Regions from separate parts of the Mus musculus genome. Here region 1 is linked to region 2. Evidence: chromatin contacts called from public HiChIP or PLAC-seq data. All regions are on one chromosome and are shown on one strand. Each heading gives the region's core, a stretch centred on a gene start, on an enhancer-like site or on the middle of the called end of the contact. The rest is flanking DNA. Distances are from core to core; before and after follow the strand shown.

Region 1 (6,040 bases), core at 7-2,506, 400 kb before region 2:
CAGATGCTTCACTTCTGTTGGCAGTTCACACCTCTTCCATTTTCTACACAAAACACCGCTGTTCAGTCTTAGCTAATTAACTTTCTCTAGCATATATTGTTTGTTTGTGTCTCCCTCTTTGTCCAAAATGCCTTTTGTCAGTGATAGGTTTTAATCAGGCTCTCAAAGAAACAACCATGCTCAGAGAAGCTAGGTCCACAGGTTGGGGCTAGCTTTTCCATGTTCCTCAAGACCTGAGTTAAGCTCCTGCCACGGGATTTATTGCATCCTTTAAATACATCTCATTTCTCTTCTAGTATCCCTTACCATAGGGTGGATCCTTTGAAGACAAGAACTAAATCTTCTTCACCCAGGTCCCACAATGCATTGCAACATCTGGCACACAATGTGCCCAATATTTGAGAAATGAATGACTATCTACAGAAGAGACCCAAGGAAAATAAACAAAATCAAACAAAAAGGGGAAAATCTACAAGAGATCTTTCATACATCTATTTTTCCTACAAATGATCCCAGAATCTAATAATCAGTGAACCAGAATGCACTGGCATGAGGGAATAAATTGTGCACATTATAGAAGACATATTAATTCTGTGAGGCTATTAAAAGCCATTTAGATTTTGGCTACACAATTCCAAAATTGCCTGATAACATTGTGAGCAAATCAGTTAAAGCCGGTAAAGTAAACCCTACCTTTGGAGAGAAGCCAGGTCTAAATTACTGATGTGTTAGGCTTTTTTTTTTTTCATTGCAGGTTTATAATTTTAAGATCAGTGAAATGCCAGGTCTGCCTTAATGAATAACTAACATTCAATATTTGTAATTATCCAAGTACATTTTTGATGTTTAAATGGTTACCCCAGGACTGCACTGAAGTCAGAAAGAAAGAAAAAAAGCAGCTTCTCTTTAAAAAGCAGAAGCATAGCAATCTTGTCTATAAAAGAGTCTCTCCATTCGACACTTCCCTTAAACAATTTTGCAACAATTCAAAGGTAAACTTTAGTTCAACCTGGGTTGAAACACCAATTTTCTTCATAGCAAGGGGTATGTTAATGAGGTCATATTTTACATGGTGGAACTCAGCTTTTTGTTTGTGTGCGTGTGTGTGTGTTCCTTTGCTTTGGACATGTTCTCGTCATACGAATCCTGCTGTAAACATTTCCTGATCCACATCCAGATCTTCAGTCGTGTACCCAAAGAGCAATTCTGACGTGTAGCGCATCTTCTCTAAATAGTTCAGCACCTCTCCATGGCTGTAAAAGAATCAAGCTTTGCAACTTGTTTCTGGCTTCAGCTTCTCTTCCAGTGCTGTCCCTTCCTATCTCTTCCCTGAATTCCTGGCAACCTCTGTCATTTCTCTCTTGGAACTCAGCAGCCACTTGCCTGTCTGGGTACCTGGCTGTTGACTATCACAGAGTCGATCCAAAGGCTATCATCGCCCAGTTCTTTGGCCTGGTGGTCTGCTTTTTCCTTTGCTTTCAGGGCTGAATGTGGTGACCAACATGTCCCCTCACAGAACTGCATCAAAAACAAGTTGCTCTTTTCACTGCAGCCTCTTCCACCAGGGTTTGCCATATTTGATGACAGAACTTTTATAGTGCTAACCTTTCTATTCCCAAGGTCCCCTTACTGTGACCAAATATAATAGGAAGCAAACACTCACTACGTGACCCCATAAATGGACTTTTGGGGATTTAAAAAGGACAATGTTGTCGACAAGTTGCTTTCTAGCTTTGGTGAAATCAGATCCTCTTTTGGTTAACATTTAAAGATTTTTTTAAAATTGAAAATAATATAAAATCATTACTGGTACTTTTTCTAGTGAGTACCAGTAGAAACTCACCAGGAGTGTGTTTCTAATGTTCTACTTTTTTTTCCATAAATTACAGGGGGGGGGGTTGAAGATTTGGATGACCTTTTTCCATTCTCCCCCAAAGGAAGAAGAAGTTTGAGTTCTTGCATGATAGTGATGCTGTTCAGATTGGATCTGAATCTTTCCAGTTACATGATCCATGCTCCATCTAAGAAGAATGAGGCCCACCATTAGTGTGCACTCGCTGATCCATCTTGGAGGGGGAAGACTGAGCTATGACTAAAGGATAGGGATGCCGTTCTGCCTGTCATGACTGGCTGGTTTACCTGGGCTAAGCCCTGCTCTGCTATGCTCTGAGCTTTACCATCAACACCTGTAGAGCAGGCATACCACATACCACATAGGAGATGAGCAATTAATAATGCCTGGCCACTCCCTGCTCATTCTCTGGCACCTCGATTCCCTCCTCAGAGAAGCTATCTCCATGCTTTGGTAACTCAGTAGCGATCCGAACTGAAGTGTATATTTTATTAGCACATAAAAATATTTTGTGAGCTCTTTCTCCCTGTCCTCTCTCCATCCTCTCTCCATCCTCTCTCTCTCTCTCTCTCTCTCTCTCTCTCTCTCTCTCTCTCTCTCTCTCTCTCTCTCTCTCTGTGTGTGTGTGTGTGTGTTCCCAGCCTCTTCTTTCTCTATCCCCTCGCTTTCTGTTCTTCTCTGTCCCCTTTCTTTCTTTGCCTCTAATCCCTTCCTATCTCCCAAATAAACATTTTATACTAATTTTTCTTTCTTTTCTTTCTTTCTTTCTTTCTTTCTTTCTTTTTTTTTTTTTTTGAAACTTGCTATTGTGGCACATGTCTATGTAGAAGGATGGTTGCTGAGTTTAAGGCAAAGGGGACTACAAGTCAGTGGGTGTTACACAAGAAGATCCTACCTCAAACCAAACTATCCGACTAAATGGCCAGTATTTCCTCACTCCTGTACACTGTAAGTTCTTTGAGATTCAACATTGGTATTGCACACACACAACCAACAATGAACAAAACCATAAGATTAAATCTCAACCTCAGCGTTGATCAGTTCATCTTTATAGCTTCATTTCCTTGTTACACCTGTGCATATGCACTCTTCTCTTTCCTTACAAATTCCTCTGGAGTGAAGCAGTCCATCATCATTGTTAGTTAATATTTATGGGTTTATTTGCTTTCAGCTAAGCTCTGCTTGAGGACAGGAAATAGGGTCTGGTGGGTGAGCCTGAGTAAAGAAAAGAAAGAGCAGGGAACAGAGAGAGAAGGCAGAAAGGGCGAGGCAGGGAGTGAGGAAGAGAGGGAGAGAGAAAGGAGAGGGGGAGAGAAGAATTAGAGGTAGGATGGAGACAGAGAGGAGGAGGGAGAGGATAAAGGAGGAGGAGGAAGGAGGAGGAGAGGAAGGGAAAGGGGGAGAGGGTGAGGAAGGGACAGAGGGAGGGGAAAGGAGAGAGGGAGAGGAAGGGGGAGAGCATGGGGAAGGGGGAGAGGGAAAGGGGAGAAGGAGAGAGGGAGTGTGATGGGGAGGGGGAGAGAGAAAGGGAAGGTGTTCTTTTGGCCAGCAGGAGAAGCATGTTCACCTTCACAAACTCCTTTCTTACTGCTTTGGCTATTAGAATCATTTGGTCTTTCTGTTTTTACCTTTAAACAATCCAATCTGGGGATCTAATTTTGAGCAGGTTTGTATTAGAATGTTTTTAGTTTATTGGAAATTTATAAAATATTTTTTCTCTCCCCCGCCCCCCCCCCCCCAAAAAAAAAGGCTAGCAATACTAAGGATCTAAGACAGGCTCATCTTCATCCAGGAGCACAAATATTCTCCAAGTTGCTTGGGGATTTCAAAGAATTCCAAGTGGATTTTATTGGTTCTTGGATGGTGATAGCTTCCATTCACTGTAACAACACGCCCAAGACAGTTCATTTACAGAGGAAAAGCTTCTCTTGGTTCACAGTTCTAGTAACTCTGGCTGAGGATTGTATTGACATGTGCTTTGGGCCTTGGGGCCAGCAAGTACTAGATGGAAAATTCGGGATGTGTGTGGTAGTAACAAAGAGTCATCTCATATCAAAAATATAAAAAAGATGGAAGGACATGCTGAGTATTGACAACACACTTCAAGAGTCTGCCCATGAGGCTCCACCTCTTAAAGATTTCATCATTTTCTAATAGGGATCTCGTCTTTAAGTGGCTAATCAACAACATTCAACCTAGACCATTCAACACCTGGCTTTCAGCGACACCTGTTTATTTCACAATGAAAAGTGCACTCATGCAGTCCTCGAGAATACCTGAAGTTCTAGGTGTCCCAGCACCGCTCAAAACTCCTCTGGTGGTTTTCTGTAAGCTAGATGCAAAATGGGTTCCCAGCCCTGTCGGAAAACTGAAAGAAAGTTCCTCATTTCTGGATGTATGAAAGGACTGTGTAGTGTTAAGACAGGCACATGCTAAGCATCTCTAGTCCAAAAGGGAGAAATAGAAAAACATGGAGGGTAAGGTCAAAGTGAGGCTGAAAGCCAGAAGGGGAGACATTAAGCCCTCAAGTATCATGCCTGACATGTATGTGAGGACACTCCAAGGGACAGTTCTACTAAGCCTTTCTGCATCCTGACAACAAGAGGCTCTTGGAGGAGAAACTGAGCCACTGCTGAAACTGGAGGAGGCTTCAGTATTCGCTGGCTTGTGTGTGGCTGCTGTCCTGAAATGCAATGTTCTGGGCTCCAGAGTAATCCTCCAGGTTGAGGTCACTCCTTCTGTCACACCTTCATCACCACAGTGGACCTTACACTTAAACTGTGAGCAAAGATAAATCCTTTCTTCCCTAGGCTGCCACGTCAGGCATCTTGTCACAGATCAGAGAAAAGTAATACAGGAGGAGATTTCTAGCAAGCAGCTCTCTGTGAATGGCATCACAAGGAACGAAATTCCAAAGAAATGCTTTGGTTGTTTTGGTGGACTATTTTTAATTTTTTTTGACCTTTTGCAAAAGCATAGGATCACATTTCTTATGGAATTGGCAAAAAGTGATTCTGAATTTCAAGGTAGAACATGACTTGCTAAAACCTCAACATTATTAGCAGGATGATTTCCTAATGTGTCCTTTTATCCTGCCTTTAGTGTCAAAAATAACGCAAATCATAAGATGTTTGTGCAGGTCCTGGGCTTACTGGTTAAAGTGAATTGAGTATGCACTCTCCTTTTCATCTTAGAATATCAAAGATCAAGAGATAATCTCCGCACCAGCACTAGTGCCTGACATGTTGGAGGTGTACCACGCATCAATTGCATGACTTATCCCGTTATCTTTATAGCTACATGACAAGCTAAGTGCTAACATGCCAATTTTATGGATGAGAAAACGAGAGCTCAGAGAGATGTAAGCATTCTGGTAAGGTCATGGAGTTAGCTATGAGTCACTTTCCAAATTCAGGTTCCCTGATCACTAAGCTGTTGCTTCAAACCCTGCCAGGGGTCCAGAGTAGAAAGCCTCCCAGCACAGAGTCAGTTTTCCCACATGACTCAAAACTACTAGAAAACAATAGCTACAGTACATTTCCCATGCTGGAGGCTTCCTATGTGAAAGAGCACACAGGCTTGCAGAAGGATACACAGAGCACGTTGGTGGATGCTCATCATTCTGACACTGAGTTGTGTTCTAACACTGGACCCCGAGCTAGCCTTTCTAGTAAACAAGTGTTGTTTTCCTTCTTCATCCCTAGTCATCAAACACACACTAGGAGAAGACAACAAAGAACAGGAACTAATGGAATTTTAGTTTCTATAAAAATGAACACACAATAGTCATTTTGTCATGTATGAGAAAGGGAACAATATGATATAATAAAAAATAAAAATCCCCCATTCATGATTGATAAATTTTGTGTCTTTACAAAGCTAATATGATATTTGCAACTTTACTCAACTATTTTTATTTTGCTATAAATTAGGCATCCTTCCATTTCCTTGACTTTTTTTTGAGGGGGGAGGGGTAACACTTTTAAAGTCCTCTTTTTCATCATGCAAATATGATGAAATAATTTAATTAGCATTTCTCCTATTTTTAACACGTGGGTTGTTTCCACTTTGCTCTCTCACTTTTATAAATAACACAGTGGAGAGCTTTGCTTGATCATATTTTGTTTTCACGTAATTTTGAAAGTAGGGAAAATGAAACCGTTGAAAGCTCAGCATGAGGACTCTGTT
Region 2 (5,572 bases), core at 1,077-3,576:
AGAGATGAATACACAGAGCTTAGCCTTCATCCCAGGACCCTTGGATGACCTGTCACTAATTCTAGACCATTAGATTATGCCAGTGTTTAATACATAACCCTTTCAAAAAATCTTTTTAAAATCTAACCATTTACTTGAACTGTTGATGGTAAATATTGCCTTACAGATATATGTTATGTTCATGGTAAGTGCAGGGTTTTGTTCAAAAATTTTTTAACAACATAAATAATTGCTAGAAAAAAAGTCAGAATGAGTCAAAAATGGAGCTTTACTGAGGGTACAGATTATATTTCTAATATAAACCCAGTGCATTTTTAGTAGCTGTGGGAAGTGTGAATTGTCTCCTGCCTTATAAAGGCACAGGCCTATTGAATCCTGCCAGAATTTGTTCTTTCCTAGAAATATCCTGGGAAAGAAGGCTGTAGCACAAACACGATCTATTTTCTTAGCAAACAGGAGACAGAGAAGGCGCTATCCTAGAAAGACAATAAATATCTCATATCTGTGCCTCAGTCTCACTACACAAATGCGGAGATCAGTGTATTCTTCTCTCAGGGCCCATTCCTATAACAGGACATCACTGTAGTTATCATTTATAGTATATCAGCCTTGTGCTTGACACAGGAAACTTTGGGCACTCAAAATGCTAATAATTCTACCCTCAATATGGTAAAAATAACTACTTGGATATTTTACTTTGGGCTTTATCAGTTCATTGTCTAAAGATGCAACGAAGGGAGAGGCATTCAGCTCCATGGGCTTTAAAACACTGGGTTAAAACATGGCTAGAAAAGTACTGGCAAGTTGGAAAAAGTTTTAAAACTAAACTTTGGCATAAAATAACCAACCGACAGTCAACTTTGTATTTTACTTGGTAATGGAAGCACACATGCGTGAAAGGAGATAACCACAAATACACATCTTTATGAAAAGGAATGCCAAGATGCTGTTGCTCAAAAAATAATATCCCAGTTTTGGGGTACTTGATTACCGTTGGCACTATTAACCTCTGAGCCCTGATAGTCCTTTGTTGTCAGGTTGGCTTTGGTGCAGAGAAACCTAATACACTGCAGAATTCTTAACAGTATCTTTCACTCTCTAGATACCAACAACAATGTGCCTCTTCCTGACCGATTGTTAAAATCAAAATGTCTCCACATGTTGTCCGGGGTCAGGGAACATACCCCTAGGTGAATTCCACTATTTTCCAAATAAATGCTGACTTTGACTCTATCATAAGGTAGGGGTTTGAGTATAGGATAATTGATAGGAATTATGCCACACAAATGATGTTCCTAAAGCACAGAAGACAAATCACCCATGGAAGGAGTTACAGAGACAAAATTTGGAGCTGTGACGAAAGGATGGACCATCTAGTGATTGCCATATGCAGGGATCCATCCCATAATCAGCTTCCAAATGCTGACACCATTGCATACACTAGCAAGATTTTGCTGAAAGGACCCAGATATAGCTCCCTCTTGTGAGACTATGCCGGGGCCTAGCAAACACAGAAGTGGATGATCACAGTCAGCTATTGGATGGGTCACACGGCCCCCAATGGAGGAGCTAGAGAATGTACCCAAGGAGCTAAAGGGATCTGGAACCCTATAGGTGGAATAACAATATGAACTAACCAATACCCCGGAGCTCTTGACTCTAGCTGCATATGTATCAAAAGATGGCCTAGTTGGCCATCACTGGAAAGAGAGGCCCATTGGACTTGCAAACTTTATATGCCCCAGTACAGGGGAACGCCAGGGTCAAAAAGGGGGAGTGGGTGGGTAGGGGGTTGGGGGGTGGGTATGGGGGACCTTTGGGATAGCATTGAAAATGTAAACGAGGAAAATACCTAATAAAAAAATAAAGAATATATTTGATTGTATCTTAAGGACTCTGCAATGGTTTTCATACCATCATCTGTCCTTAAGACTAGAGCTGAGGCCATGGTGAAGTGCAGACTAGAATCTTGACTCAGTGAATGCCAAGGGCAATCATACAATATCAATATCGCTACAATGAACAACCTTATTCTGATCTCTCTTGGGCAGGCTGCTATCAGGAGCTGTAGGATCCAGGGAGAAGCCCCACATTATCAGACAGAAAAGCAAGTCTCAGAAAGTAGTCATGGGTTGACTGCCCACTTGCTATGGCCTCAGGAAGGTCTCCCTCTCTCTGGCTGAAATGTCCTAAAGCTCTCAGCTTATCTCCCTTGTCATGTTGGCCCCAGTCCATGTTTCCTCCTCAGAGCTGTCAGAATGTTCTCTCTGAAGCAAAAGCCTGAAATTATCTCTGCCCTACTTGCAAGGCTTTGATGCTGCCGCTGAGATATAGTTCAAACTTCTTAGCTTGGCCTTCATGCTGACTCCATCTCTCGACACCCCTTCTGCATCTGTTAAATACAAGCTCAGAGGTGACTGTGTCCTTTTTTGTATATGTTTCTGCAAGGACAGCAACTTCTAGTCAGTGGCACTTCAGCGTCGGTCCTGTTTGTACTTTTACAAAAGTTGTCAAAGGGAAAGCCTTTCTGTTTGTTTCTGTGTTTTTTTTTTTCTTTCTTTCTATAGGGCACTTATTTAGCAATGTTACATTTTATAGTCCTGTTATTTTCTCTAACCCTCACCCTTCTCTACTTCTCCTATTTCTCTGAAGTTTTCCTCTTGGCCTCCCCTGGTGATAATTTCTCTCTTTGCTAAATTTCTACGTACACAAAAGTCCCCATGCTAACACTCCTCTTCCCAAAGTCTCCTTGGTAACCAGAGCTAATTTGGTACTGGTGACTTCCAATGTATCTATCACCCATTGACCAAGGAACAGATTCTTTAAATTAACTGTCTTTGGCACAATTAGGTTACAGACCTCATTGACATTCACTATTTAACACGCCCTCAGATTGAGCTTTGTTTTTCCACAGATTTGACGTCTTTTCGAAGCATACAATGTGACAATCTGCATAAGAAACAATCCTATCCATGTTCAGTTAGTGATTGGCCAAGTCCACTTGATGTTGCTATTAGGATGTTCTCTGGCTTCCTTATTCTTTGTGCATTTACTCATATTTTATTATATGGAGTGTTTCAACTTTATGTCATTAGTATGGGCTTGTCTTGTCTTATTTAAAATAGGACTACGCTATTCTTGTTTCAATTAAAATTATTTTATTTTATTTTACTCATGAGTGTTTTGCTTGCATATGTTCATGTGTGCCATACGTATGCAGTGTGTGTGTGAAGTCCAGAAAATGGCATTATATCCCCTTAAACTAGAATTACTAAATATTGTTAGCAGTTATATGGGAGCTAAGAACTAAACCATAATCCTTCATAGAAGCAGCAAGTACTCTTAACTGCTGAGCCATCTCCCCAGGCTTCTTGTTCCTGACAAAGTAAGTCTAGTTATGTCCTGTCAGCATTGAAAATCCTTCTAGAGATTTCATAGAATATAGCTCAATTGTATTGACATGTATGACTAGTAGAATGGGAGCACCGTTGTTATTATAACAACATAAAGAAATCCTCTACAATGACCTTTATTAAGTAGCTATGCCAGTCCTCATGAAATATTCTTGATTATGGAGACAGAGTTGCTCAGTGTTTGGCTGAGCTGGCTGGCCAATGAAGTTTGGAAATCTTTTTCCCTTCTCCCAGTTCTGGGGTTATATAAACCTACCTCACTTGGATTTTAAGTTGATGCTACGGACCTCATACTTCTCTACCAGGTACTTCTCTGGCATTTGCAGTATTACCACATTCCTATATAGCTCTTTGTCTTAGTTAGGGTTTTACTGCTGTGAACATACACCACGACCAAGGCAACTCTTATAAGGACATTTAACTGGGCTGCTTTACAGGTTCAGAGGTCCAGTCAGCATAACACTATCCAGATAGACATGGTGCTGGAGGAGCTGAAAGCTCTATATCTTCATTTGAAGGCTGCTAGGAAAAACTGGCTTCCAGGCAGCTAGGACTAGGGTATTAAAGTCCACGTCCTTAGTGACACACCTACCCTAGTACCTCTATTCCAACAAGGCCACACCTCCTAATAATACAACTCATTGGGCCCAACATATACGAACCATCACACTCTTTTATACCTAAACTATCTTTTTCTCACCCATTCTTCTTGCCACCTTCTCTTCTTAGTCTTGGTTGACTTATACTTTCTCTTTAGGAACTTGATCAAATGCACCTCCTCTGTGAAGTTCTTTCTTATCAGCTCAGATAAAACAAGTGCCTCTTTTTCTTCTTCATCTCCCCTCATGATGCAAAAGTAATACCATTGTTTATTAAATTACTTCATCTGCAAATTTACTTACTAGATTAATAGTAAATTAGTTGTTTTCTGGAAAGACTTCTTTTTTTTAATTTTTTATTTTTTAATTTTTTTATTACATATTTTCCTCAATTACATTTCCAATTTTATCCCAAAAGTCCCCCATACCCTCCCTCCCACTTCCCTACCCACCCATTCCCATTTTTTTTTTTTTTTTTTGGCCATGGCGTTCCCCTGTACTGGGGCATATATAGTTTGCGTGTCCAATGGGCCTCTCTTTGCAGTGATGGCCGACTAGGCCATCTTTTGATACATATGTAGCTAGAGTCAAGAGCTCCGGGGTACTGGTTAGTTCATGTTATATATTCCCAATATCTACTATGAGACCCAAAGTATAAAGACATTAAAAAGAGTTTGTGAAAAAAAATCAGGGGATAAAAAGATAAAGAATGTAAGGCATTTTTTGACTCATTGCTACTTTGAATTAATGATTCTAAAATGATTTTTCAATGGTTCTCCTATGCTGTTCATGGAAAGAATGGCAGGAAATTCTCTTAAGATACATGACACATGGACATTGATTTAAAATAAACTGAGTGGCAATATAGTCCTCTAGCACAGCGAGTAGAGTGTCTGGGGAGCCAGTTCAGATAGGGATGAAATGCGCGACATCACTAAGGATAGAGGCAAAAATATAAGCAGAAAAGGGGAATTAATGAGAGTATTAAGTGAAGAACTATCAAATCACAGCTGCCTTAAGCTCTATCATTTGAGTTTGTCCAAAGAAGAGAAACTCAACCAACAAGCAGTTGAAATAGAATCTTGTAGTTGATGTAAGGACAGTGACACTGAAGATGCAAACTTAAATTTTCTGTTCATATGTCTGCAGTATGGATCTCGATGAGGTTTGATTCCAGTAAACACTTTCTTCATTGTAGATGTGAACGTATCAGTGACTATAATTTAGACAAGAGCAGTTTTAAAAATTAAATCTGCTTTGAGTTGATTGTGAAAGTTTTGTCATAGGTCTCGTGATTAAAGCCCATCACTCAGTATAATTGGCACCACAGGAACCAAACATTTGGATGACTACAGTTTTGTGTAACCTAATAATTTTATATCATGCAGATACAGCCATCAGCTAAACCTAATAATATGAAATAGTCAGGTCACAAAATAATAGCACTCTTGGACAAACAATTTAAAATTACTCCATCTTGAGGAATCATCACACAGAGGGTGCTCCATGTAACTTCTCTCACTTGGCAGTGACTAGCAAAGGTGGTGCCTCCTGCATCTC

The links. HiChIP or PLAC-seq counts read pairs in DNA pulled down with a chosen protein or histone mark.
Region 1: an H3K27ac HiChIP or PLAC-seq map of heart atrium shows a contact between it and region 2, with 6 times the contacts expected there. The contact joins two enhancer-like sites. A contact is called at or near these places in 4 of 484 Hi-C or Micro-C datasets (cerebellar granule neurons and cerebellum) and 1 of 115 datasets of contacts at active chromatin or transcription factors (heart atrium).

Annotation. Positions count from the first base shown.
Region 1 is chr1:77,056,552-77,062,591 of GRCm38.p6, reverse strand. No RefSeq gene overlaps it. Among named protein-coding and RNA genes, the nearest start is that of Mir6352, 440 kb to the left of the region's middle. Within about 2 kb of position 1,256, at least 4 of the 459 cell types and tissues checked have an H3K27ac peak or open chromatin away from gene starts, as enhancers often do. A contact at or near this core is called in heart atrium, where this site is marked.
Region 2 is chr1:76,655,150-76,660,721 of GRCm38.p6, reverse strand. No RefSeq gene overlaps it. Among named protein-coding and RNA genes, the nearest start is that of Mir6343, 150 kb to the right of the region's middle. Within about 2 kb of position 2,326, at least 5 of the 459 cell types and tissues checked have an H3K27ac peak or open chromatin away from gene starts, as enhancers often do. A contact at or near this core is called in heart atrium, where this site is marked.